Regions from separate parts of the Triticum aestivum genome. Here region 1 is linked to region 2. A link is a contact called in public Hi-C data. All regions are on one chromosome and are shown on one strand. Each heading gives the region's core, a stretch centred on a gene start, on an enhancer-like site or on the middle of the called end of the contact. The rest is flanking DNA. Distances are from core to core; before and after follow the strand shown.

What was found. Hi-C and Micro-C count contacts between places; a contact is called where the count stands out from the background.
Region 1: a Hi-C map of leaf shows a contact between it and region 2, with 5 times the contacts expected there. The contact joins the promoter of LOC123128634 here to the promoter of LOC123128633 in region 2. A contact is called at or near these places in 2 of 5 Hi-C or Micro-C datasets (both in leaf).

What each region holds. Positions count from the first base shown.
Region 1 is chr6A:576,143,203-576,148,595 of IWGSC CS RefSeq v2.1, reverse strand. It overlaps LOC123128634 (probable polygalacturonase), which reads right to left and starts at 3,158. Exons shown (of 5, transcript XM_044548699.1): 1 at 2,451-3,158; 2 at 1,829-1,949; 3 at 1,069-1,317; 4 at 634-787; 5 at 1-471. The coding sequence starts at 2,888.
Region 2 is chr6A:575,938,738-575,943,517 of IWGSC CS RefSeq v2.1, reverse strand. It overlaps LOC123128633, which reads right to left and starts at 1,267. Exons shown (of 8, transcript XM_044548697.1): 1 at 1,054-1,267; 2 at 177-674. The coding sequence starts at 494.

The DNA.
Region 1 (5,393 bases), core at 1,909-4,408, 200 kb before region 2:
TGCCCTTGCTCATCGTAGACATCTAAATTCTCACATGGTTTTGGAAATACTGACCCGATAACACGGCCTTCGATGTAGGAGCATTGGAATATATGCTTCTTCTTGTAGCTGATGCCTACTGACATGTCCTGGAAGGTGATATCCTTGATGGGGATGTAATTGCTGCCATGAGCACGGACAGGCACACGAACACCCCACCCGTGTATTTTTTTGAATGATATGCCTGTGATATCTGGGAAGGCATTTCTGTCATACCCATCATCAGCATGCTCATTGTAGTCAACCTTTATCACAATTGCAGCACGAACATTGTCGAAGGTTATGTTGCTGTAGGAGATATTGCGGATGTAGCCTCCTCTTCCTATGGCAGTCTTTATTCTCACGCCTCGCCTTGAATCCCAGATGCGTACATTCTCCACCGTAACATTTGCAACTCCACCAGACATCTCACTGCCAATTGAAATTCCAGCACTGCACACAGACAAGAAAAAAAGTGTAAGCTTCACCTTTATACTCCACATTCTATGCAAAAGAATGTGAAGGCCCTGGTCTAAAACCAGTGCTTTGTCTTGAGCACCGGACTTGAAATAAAAGACTCATGCAAATAAATATTGTTTAAAAAGCAATATATACCTAACCAAAGATCGGACTGTCACATTGCGTATTAAGATGTTAGAAGACGGCTGCCCATATGCAATCCCATATTGATCCCATCCGCTCTTTATAGCAATTGCATCATCACCAACAGATATGTAGCAATTCTCAATTAGGACATCCTCACAAGAATCTGTACAATGCATAAACATATGTCAGCTGAAGATGCCTAATATGGTTTCAGTCCCAGATGATACTCCCTCCGTCCGAAAAAGCTTGTCCCTCAAATGGATGTATCTAGCACCATGCTAGATACATCCATTTGAGGGAGAAGCTTTTTCGGACAGAGGGAGTATACATCATTAGCAGATAGGTAATACTACAAATATGCAGATGCTTGAAGTAACGCCTGAACATTGCAAAAATAAATATAGGTTATACTGGAGTCATTAAAAATAGTTGCAGGATGAATACCTGGATCTATGCCATCTGTGTTCGGAGCACCGGAAATAGGAGCTAAGATTGTAACATCCGAAACAGTAACATTCGTGCAATCATATGGGTGGAAGTGCCAGAAAGGTGAATTCCGCAACGTTATATTTGTAATAACAATGTCCTTGGACCACATCAGTTGTACAAGTGGAGGTCTCGTGTTCTTCAGCATTCTTCTGCGATGCTTCAACCACCAAACTTCACCCTGGCCATTTATGCTACCATTGTGTCCTATTTAGCAGATTGAAAAGAAGGAAGGTCGTGATAGTTAAAGAGCTATCATCCAATGAATCATGAACATAGCATACCATAATTGTTCTGTTAGTAATTTAGTATACAATTGAGAAACAAATGCATAGTGAAACCACCAAACTTCAGGTACTGCTGTTTCAGTGAACTTGCGTATTCAGTATTTACTCATTTAAAGATCACTAGAGAATATGCTATTCAAGCTATGGATATAATGTACTACTTTTAACGAACAAGCGGGGCATGAAATCATGCATACCGAAATCAAGTACATTCAGATTAGGGATTAAACAGGTCAAGCAGTTGCTTTGTGTTATTGAAACAATCAGGCATGCTGGTATACTGTTACCATCACTAGATTGCTTAATATGCAAATTATGCACTTCTCTCACGCATGTTGCTTCATAGCTAACCAACAAATCCATGATAGGGTGTTGTAGATTACACAGCTTGACAAGTTGATATTGACAGCTTACTTAGATAAAAGGCAAACCTGTAATGACAACATCTTTCAAATTCTGTCCATGAATTAGACTCCCGAAGCGAGGTCCTTTGCGCTCCCTCCCATATCCGTAAGATGGCAGTGCTGGCATCAGCGGCCAATCCCTCTCGTCCTGTCCAGAAAAATATTAGAATCCCAGCTGGATACACCTGCTAATCTGAAATCTGTGCATGATACCATGCCAGAGTCGGAGATTCAGAGAGCTAAGAGTGACAGTTCAAATCATACGACATTCCACCCAACTCTGAACACATTCCAAATGTTTGCTTTCAGATAAACAGCAATGTTTCGCCAAGCTAAAAGAAAGATACATGGTATGGAAGTTGGAATTAAACAGACAATGTGGTAATTATATTGTGCAATTATTACCCACCCATTTTCCAAAATGGGAACAATCTGAACATTGGTAATTTGGTATCACTTCAATCTTCAGTCCTAGGGACACATCACACAACAACAAATCCTTCTATTTTTACCATTGGTCTGTTTATCCATCAAACCAACTAGTCAAAGGGATTTAATTCAACTACGTGTTAGCCAGCCATGATCCACGCCACAACTCAATGGCACTTGAAAAACTAACCCCATTGCTCCGGTTGTAAGTAAAGCTCACCGTAATGCCGAGGATCTCGGCGCCCTCGGCGAGGAACAGGGTCATGTGGCTGGTGAGGTTGAAGGGGCCCGTGAGCCAGCGGCCGGGCGGCACATTGAGCTGCGCCCCGCCTTGGTCCGCGAAGGCCGAGACGGTCTCCACGGCGCGCTCGAAGGCCCGGGTGTTCACCGCCCGCCCGTCCCCGACGCCCCCGAAGTCGGTCAGGTTGTACGCCATCGGGCGCAGCCGCGGCGCCGGGCGCGACGGCGCGGGCGCCGGGCGGGGCCCGCCCCCGCCCCCGGCGACGAACACGGAGGCGCTCTGCCACAGGAAGACGAGCGCGAACCCGGCGACCCACACGGCGGCGAGCAGGGTCTTGTTGGCGGCCAGGAAGGCCGCCGCGCTCCGCCGCTGGCCGTGGAGGTGCAGCCTCCACCTCCCGCCCGACGTCTCGACCATCGCGCCGCGGCGGTCCGCCGGGGCGAGCGGGTCCTCCCCTCTCCCCCCGATCTCCCGATCTAGGGCACGGCGCGCGGCGCGGCGCGGGTTGGGTCAGTGCGTGTGGCGGGGCGCGGCGAGCGAGGGCTCCGAGGAGGTGGGCGGTGGCGCGGGCTTGGGGAATTCCGCCATTGGAGCGGTTGGTGCTGGGATGGGTTTATAGGAGGGAAGAAGCCGTTTGAGTGAGGCGGAAGCGAGGAGCAAACGGGCGTGGCGTTCGCGGGTGCGTGTTCCCTGTCACGGGCGCCGTCGAGGGGAAGAAGACGGTGAGAATCGTAGGGACTCGTGGCTTAGTATAAGCCATTGGATTTAGATCGGACGGCGGGATCCAATTAAACCCACGGCTTGTTTGGTTAAAGGTAGATTGGAGAGTGGAAATAGTTTAAGGACGCCGATAAGTGGGCGTTAGGAGGTCTGCTCACATATTTTGTGTGGTGTATAAAAGGAACAGCCCACACATCTACGTGTGGGCAAAAGTAATGCTCACACATCTTTTTTTCCCTCGCGATCCCTCTCACACGCGTGCGTGTGGGTGAAATAGATAACGCCCACACGCCCCGTACGTCAGGCCTCGTATCTCGTGGTCCCGCATGTTCCGCGTGACAGTCACCACGCGTCCTGCAGTTGCCATGGTCCAGACCTCGTGTATGTTCGTTTAACTGTAGTTGACATGTCGCTGAACTTCGGTTGCCATAGTTGCTCAACTGCAGTTGCCATCTATGGTCTGCTCTACTGCAGTTGCCATGATTTCAAAGCTTTAGGAGTTGTCACCAACTAACACTGGGCAGTTGCCATGTAGCACTACAAAAAGGCAAGGCAAAAAAAACATGTTCGGGTAATAGAGAGAGTTGCCATGTGCTCACAAGCACGCTAGGGCAGTTGCCATGTAAAGAGAAAGTGTTGCCATCTGCTTACATGCACGCTAGAGCAGTTGTCATGTACCATGCAAAAACACATGGCAACTCGGGTAAAAGAGAGTTGCCAACTGCTTACAAGCAAAGCTTGGGCAGTTGCCATGTACCCTGCAGAAACACATGGCAACTGACAGTTTTGGGTGTGGGCGAGGAGACGGACGTGTGGGCGAAGTGATAAACACCCCCACATCAGCCCCCTCTGCGTGCGTGAAAACTGGTGTGTGGGCGAATTGCTAAACGCCCACACATCAACCCCCGTGTGGTGAAAAAGGACGTTTGGGCGACCGGACGAATGCCCACACACTAGCTTAGTCCTACGTGGCACACAAAAACTGCTAGAACGCGCCAAAATTCGTGCAGAGTTGGTTGGACGAGTATCCATGCGTGTGGGCGAGTTGGTAGGCGCCCACACGTGTGGGCGTTAGTGTTTTCGATAATTTAATTTAGGGGATGGTTATATAGAAATTCATCTGTTTATATATTGATGGCTTACCAAAAAGACTATTTATTCGCGCTTTGGGGTGGTAATTTATATGAAAGTAAGGCGTGGAGTGAAGACATCGGAATATACCTGGGCATATCTCGCTTGGCCAAAAAAAAGCCCGGTGTTGAAAACCCAGGCCCGGCCCGAATATCGGGCCTACTAAATCGGGCCTGACCTCGACACGGCCTAGTCGGCCCGGCCCAGCAATGGCTAAAATATTGTTTTCCGCAAGCCCGAACTCGGCCTGATCTGCCCGTCGGGCTCAATTTCCAGGCCCGAGCTTAACTTGATGGCACGCTCAGGCCTGGCCCTGCTTGGGATTTTCAGGCTGGGTCGGTTCGAGTTGCCCATGGCCAGGTATAATTGGACACATGCCATTCGAATAGGACGAAGGTTGGGAGGAATTGGAATGTGTAATATCTTGAGACTTCATCATCACTTATGTCATCATCTTTTTAACAGTTTTTTCGAAGATTAACTAACATGTCGCATGCCTAACTTCTCTACAACCCCCTCTTCCAAACTTTTAGCCCTTAATTCAACCATCTTGGATATATCAAGGTGGATCATTTCGCCATGTAGGAGAAAAGTGAATCTATTTTTCAGGAACATATGTGATGTTCATTGATGCAAAAAAATCATAACAATTAAATACAGGCATAAGACAAACAATAACCAAGTTACCTTTATCTTAGGTCATAGTCCACACAAGTCTGAATCGCCTCCAAGAGGTTTAAACATTGTTTTAGAAACTTGCTTACAACGCCAAGACAAAGGCTTCACCATTGACACATCGACCAGTGACATGCTTCGAGCTTGGTAGGCATGATGGAGTCCACATAAGACTGCAGGAGGAACACACCAGTCCGCAAGATCTAGTCGACCAGATCCTCCAAAACAAACCTTTAATGTCTCCATGTCGATGCCATAGACACGCCATCTTGACGGAAAAGGAGCCAAAGGGACTCAACGGTATCTCCACCCCCACCACGCCTCTGCCTGGAAACGAAACCTAAAATCACAGAGCACAAAGGGCCCCCCTCCCCCAACCCACCACCAATGCTAGAG
Region 2 (4,780 bases), core at 18-2,517:
TCAAGATTGTTTCAATTCCTACATGGCAACCCAACACTAAATTTAACCAGATGGAAAGACCTCCGGCGATGTTTATGATTTAAAACACTCCCTATCGGCTTCCAACATTTAAGTATCATAGTTAAGAAAGAGCAACGGATCACATCAACAGCAAAGTATGAGCGAGAGCGACCAACCTGTCTCTTGAGGAGGAAGCTGATTCCGAAAGCGAGGTCCCCGATGGGCCACTTCCCAAGGGTCTCAGAGTACGTGAACCGCAGCGTCTCCGACAGGGTCGAGATGGTCTCCAGCCACGTGGCGGGGGCGCGCACGTCCCTCCGCGACACCCGGCTCATGCTATGGGACTCCAGCGTGCCGCTGGCCGCCGCGTCCCTGCCATTCTCGCCGTCCGAGCCCCCTTCCCTGTCCAGCTTCTCCGTGTGCAGCCGGCGGTTCAGCGTGTAGTAGAGCAGCGCGGCGGCACCTGCAGCCGTCGCCATTGTGGCCGTTGCCATCGCACCGGCCCGCCTATAAACCCCACGCCGCTAGCTAGCGGGGAGGCCTGCCCAGCAGCCTTGGCTCCAATGGGGCAGTTACTGACCAACGGTGGAGCCAGACAGCGACCTGGGTTAATTTAACCTCTGATGATGATCCTCCCGCTGTAGATGCGATCTCGGGGCGGGACAAGGTCAAACCTGGTACCAGAAACAGAGGAAGATCCGAGTTTTTATTTGCAGCGAGGGGGCCGTTGATCCGGCACCGCAGGGAATCAACCAGCTACTGCCAGACAACAAGACCGAAAAAGAAATCCTAGTTATCCCCAGCCCTATAACAGCGGCAGCCGCCGATAGAGAACGGCAGCAGTATGTATATGCATACATAATATAATCCGCAAAAAACAGACACTACTGCCGTATCGTATCATCCGGGACCTATCCATCGGCAAACCTCAGAGCACCGAAACCTAGCCAAGATTCCGCCCCCAAATAAAAAACGGACAGCACGGCCGCCCCGGCCCGGGGCCCGGGGGAGCGCAGCGGAGCAGAATCGACGGGGAGTCGCGGGGATTTTTACCTGGAGCGGAGCAATGGGGCGTGCGGCTCGGTTGATTGGGACTGGGGCGGGGCTGGCTAGGGTTTTGGGAGGGGAGGCGGCCGGATTCGCGGCGGCGGCGGAATCGGGGAGGGGAGGGGGGGATTGCTGTTGGGTTTCGCTTTCTCCGGGGAGGCGGTTGCTGGGTGGCGCTGGGGAGGGGAGGGGGGAGGGTGGGCTCTCTCGAGTGATTTGGTGGGCTGGCTTTGGCTTTGCCGTTGCGGTGGGGCAAGCAAGGAGGGAGAAAGAGGAGGGGAGGGGGGGAAGGGGACGACGACTCGGCAGCCACTGAGACTTGCTTCCTTCCGTTCCTTCGCGGCTAAGCGGCGCGTGCTCGTACTGTACTGGTTATCCAGAACCAGAAGTGGAAACCTTCCGGCTCGGTTTGGCGTCGCGCAGAAATAGCACGCATTCGATGGCTGGGCCCCACCCTATATTTTGATATTGACACAAGACTCAGACGTGCAATGCTTGTAGCACTTTTTTTTTTGGAACTGTCGATCTATCCATCTTCAATCACGATATTACTCCCTCCAGTCCTTTTTTACCTGCGTCTAAGAAAATTTCGTTTTTCATGCAATGCTCTGCGCATTGGCATTTTTTCGCTGTTCTTTCCAACCGTGCCCTCCATCCCTTTCCACCGCATGCGTGCGTAATCACATCTCTCTTTCCCATGTGCTTCGCATCTTCCCAAGGCAGAGAGAGCAGCTTGCATGCAGAAACAGGAGAGAGAGAGAGAGAGGGAGAGGCGCATGCGTGCAGAGAGATGGACAGGGGAGAGAGAGCCGACATGCATGCAAAGTCTGAGCCAATCTCGCATGCAATCAGGGTCTCCATGGATGAATCCAGGGACAAAACAGTCCATTTTTTGCTAATTGCTCCTCTCCTTGGTATGCGGGCTGGACTTTAGACGCAAAGAAAAAAGGACCGGAAGGAGTACAACAAACACCCGAAATAATAAAAATTACATCCAGATTCATAGACCACCTAGCGACGACTACAAGCACTGAAGCGAGCTGAAGACGCGCCGCCGTCACCGTCCCTCCCTTGCCGGAGCCGGGCACAACTTGTTGTAGTAGACAGTCGGGAAGTCGTCGTGCTAAGGTCACATAGGACCAACACCCCAGAACAGCAACCGCCGCCGCTGAAGAGAATTTTAGATCGGAAGAATCCAACCTCAAGACACATGAACAAAGACGAATAAAGACCATATCCGAGCGGATTCACCAAAGACAACCACCGACCAAATCTCGCGAGATCCGCCGGAGACACACCTCCACACGCCCTCCAACGATGCTAGACATACCATTGAGACGGGGGCTAGACGGGGAGAACCTTATTCCATCTTCAAGAAGCCGCCGCCGTCTTGTCTTCTCGAGCAGGACACAAACCCTAACAAAACTTGAAGAAGCACTTGAAAACGGAACCCTCCCGCCGGCAAGGGCCGGGATCCAGCGCGCACCCATGGCCCTAAGGCCACAGGAGATGTGGGAGATCGACGACGCCGCCGACGAAAGGCAAAAACCCTCACTGTTCGCACGTTGCTGAAAATCCTTAAATAAATGAAGAATAACACAGGTACCAGGACTTAAACCCTGGTGGGCTGGGGATACCACTGTTCTCCTAAGAGCATATCTAGCAGACGCCCGAGCTTGCCCTCCACCACTTCCTCCTGCGTCGGCGGGCCGGCAACGAGAAGATCGGCAGCTGTTCGTCGCGGCGACCAGATTTGGCGTTTTCCGGCCACCAGTGGAGCCATGGATTGGTCATGAAGCACCCCGTGCAGCCCCGGCAAAGCCCCAGCGCTGCATGCAGGTACTGGTTCGTCTTGCAGCCCTGTCATCGGTTTGCTGGCAAGGATTCGGCCGGCCGTCCGCCGGGCTCAACGCTCGTTATAACACCCTCGATGCGGCTATATCTCCCACGTGTCGAAGCACGACTTAGAGGCATAACCGCATTGAAAGCAATGTCGCAAATGAGGTAATCTTCACAACAACCCATGTAATACATAAGGGAAAGAGATAACATAGTTGGCTTACACTCGCCACGTCACACAAATGCATAAATATCATTACATTCATCCAAATACACTCAAGGTCCGACTACGGAACCAAAATAAAGATAAACCCCAAATGCAACAAGTCCCCGATCGCCCCAACTGGGCACCACTACTGATCATCTGGGAAAGACACGTAGTATCGTCATGAGTCCTCATCGAACTCCCACTTGAGCTCAGTTGAATCTCCTGGAATGGTATCATCGGTCCCTGCATCTGGTTTTGAAGTAATCTGTGAGTCACGGGGACTCAGCAATCTCACACCCTCGCGATCGAGACTATTTAAGCTTATAGGAAGGGTAAAAGTATGAGGTGGAGCTGCAGCAAGCGACTAGCATATATGGTGGCTAACATACGCAAATGAGAGCGAGAAAAGAAGACAAAGGCACGATCGAAGAACTATGATCAAGAAGTGATCTTAGAACAATCTACGTTCAATCATAATACGAGACCGTGTTCTCTTCCCGGACTCCGCCGAAAAGAAACCATCACGGCCACACACTCTGTTGATTCATTTTAATTAAGTTTAGTTTAAGGTTTTCTACAACCGGACATTAACAAATTCCCATCTGCCCATAACCGCGGGCACGGCTTTCGAAAGTTCAAAATCCTGCAGGGGTGTCCCAACTTAGCCCATCACAAGCTCTGACGGTCAACGAAGGATATTCCTTCTCCCAAGACAATCCGATCAGACTCGGCATCCCTTTTACAAGACATCTCGACAATGGTAAAACAAGTCCAGCAAAGCCGCCTGAATGTGCCGACAAATCCCGATAGGAGCTGCACATATCTCGTTCCCAGGGCACACTCAGATAGGTCAAGCTACGAGTAAAACCAACCCTCAAGTTGCCTTGAGGTGGCCCCGCAGGCTGCCCAGTTCGGACCAACACTCAGAGGAGCACTGGCTCGGGGGGTTTAAATAAAGATGACCCTCGGGCTTCGGAAACCCAAGGGAAAAAGAGGTTAGGTGGCAAATGGTAAAACCAAGGTTTGGCATTGCTGGAGGAGTTTTATTCAAGGCGAACTATCAAGGGGTTCCCATTATAACCCAATCGTGTAAGGAGCGCAAAATCAAGGAACATAACACCGGTATAACGAAAACTAGGGCGGCAAGAGTGGAACAAAACACCAGGCATAAGGCCGAGCCTTTCACCCTTTACCAAGTATATAGGTGCATTAAGATAGGCAAGATATAATAATGATATCCCAACAATAAACATGTTCCAACAAGGAACAAACTCCAATCTTCACCTGCAACTAGCAACGCTATAAGAGGGGCTGAGCAAAGCGGTAACATAGCCAAACAACGGTTTGCTAGGACAAGGTGGGTTAGAGGCTTGACATGGCAATATGGGAGGCATGATAAGCAAGTGGTAGGTATTGTAGCATAGGCATAGCAAAAGAGCGAGCATCTAGCAAGCAAAGATAGAAGTGATTTCGAGGGTATGGTCATCTTGCCTGCAAAGTTCTCTGAGTTGACTTGATCCTCGTAAGCATACTCAACGGGCTCCTCGATCACGTACTCGTCTCCCGGCTCTACCCAAAGCAAGAAACACAAGCAAAGGGAGAACAATCAACCATGTGCAATGCACAAACAACATGATGCAAAACAATGCATGCCATGCGGGATGCGATATGTGATGCATATGCATG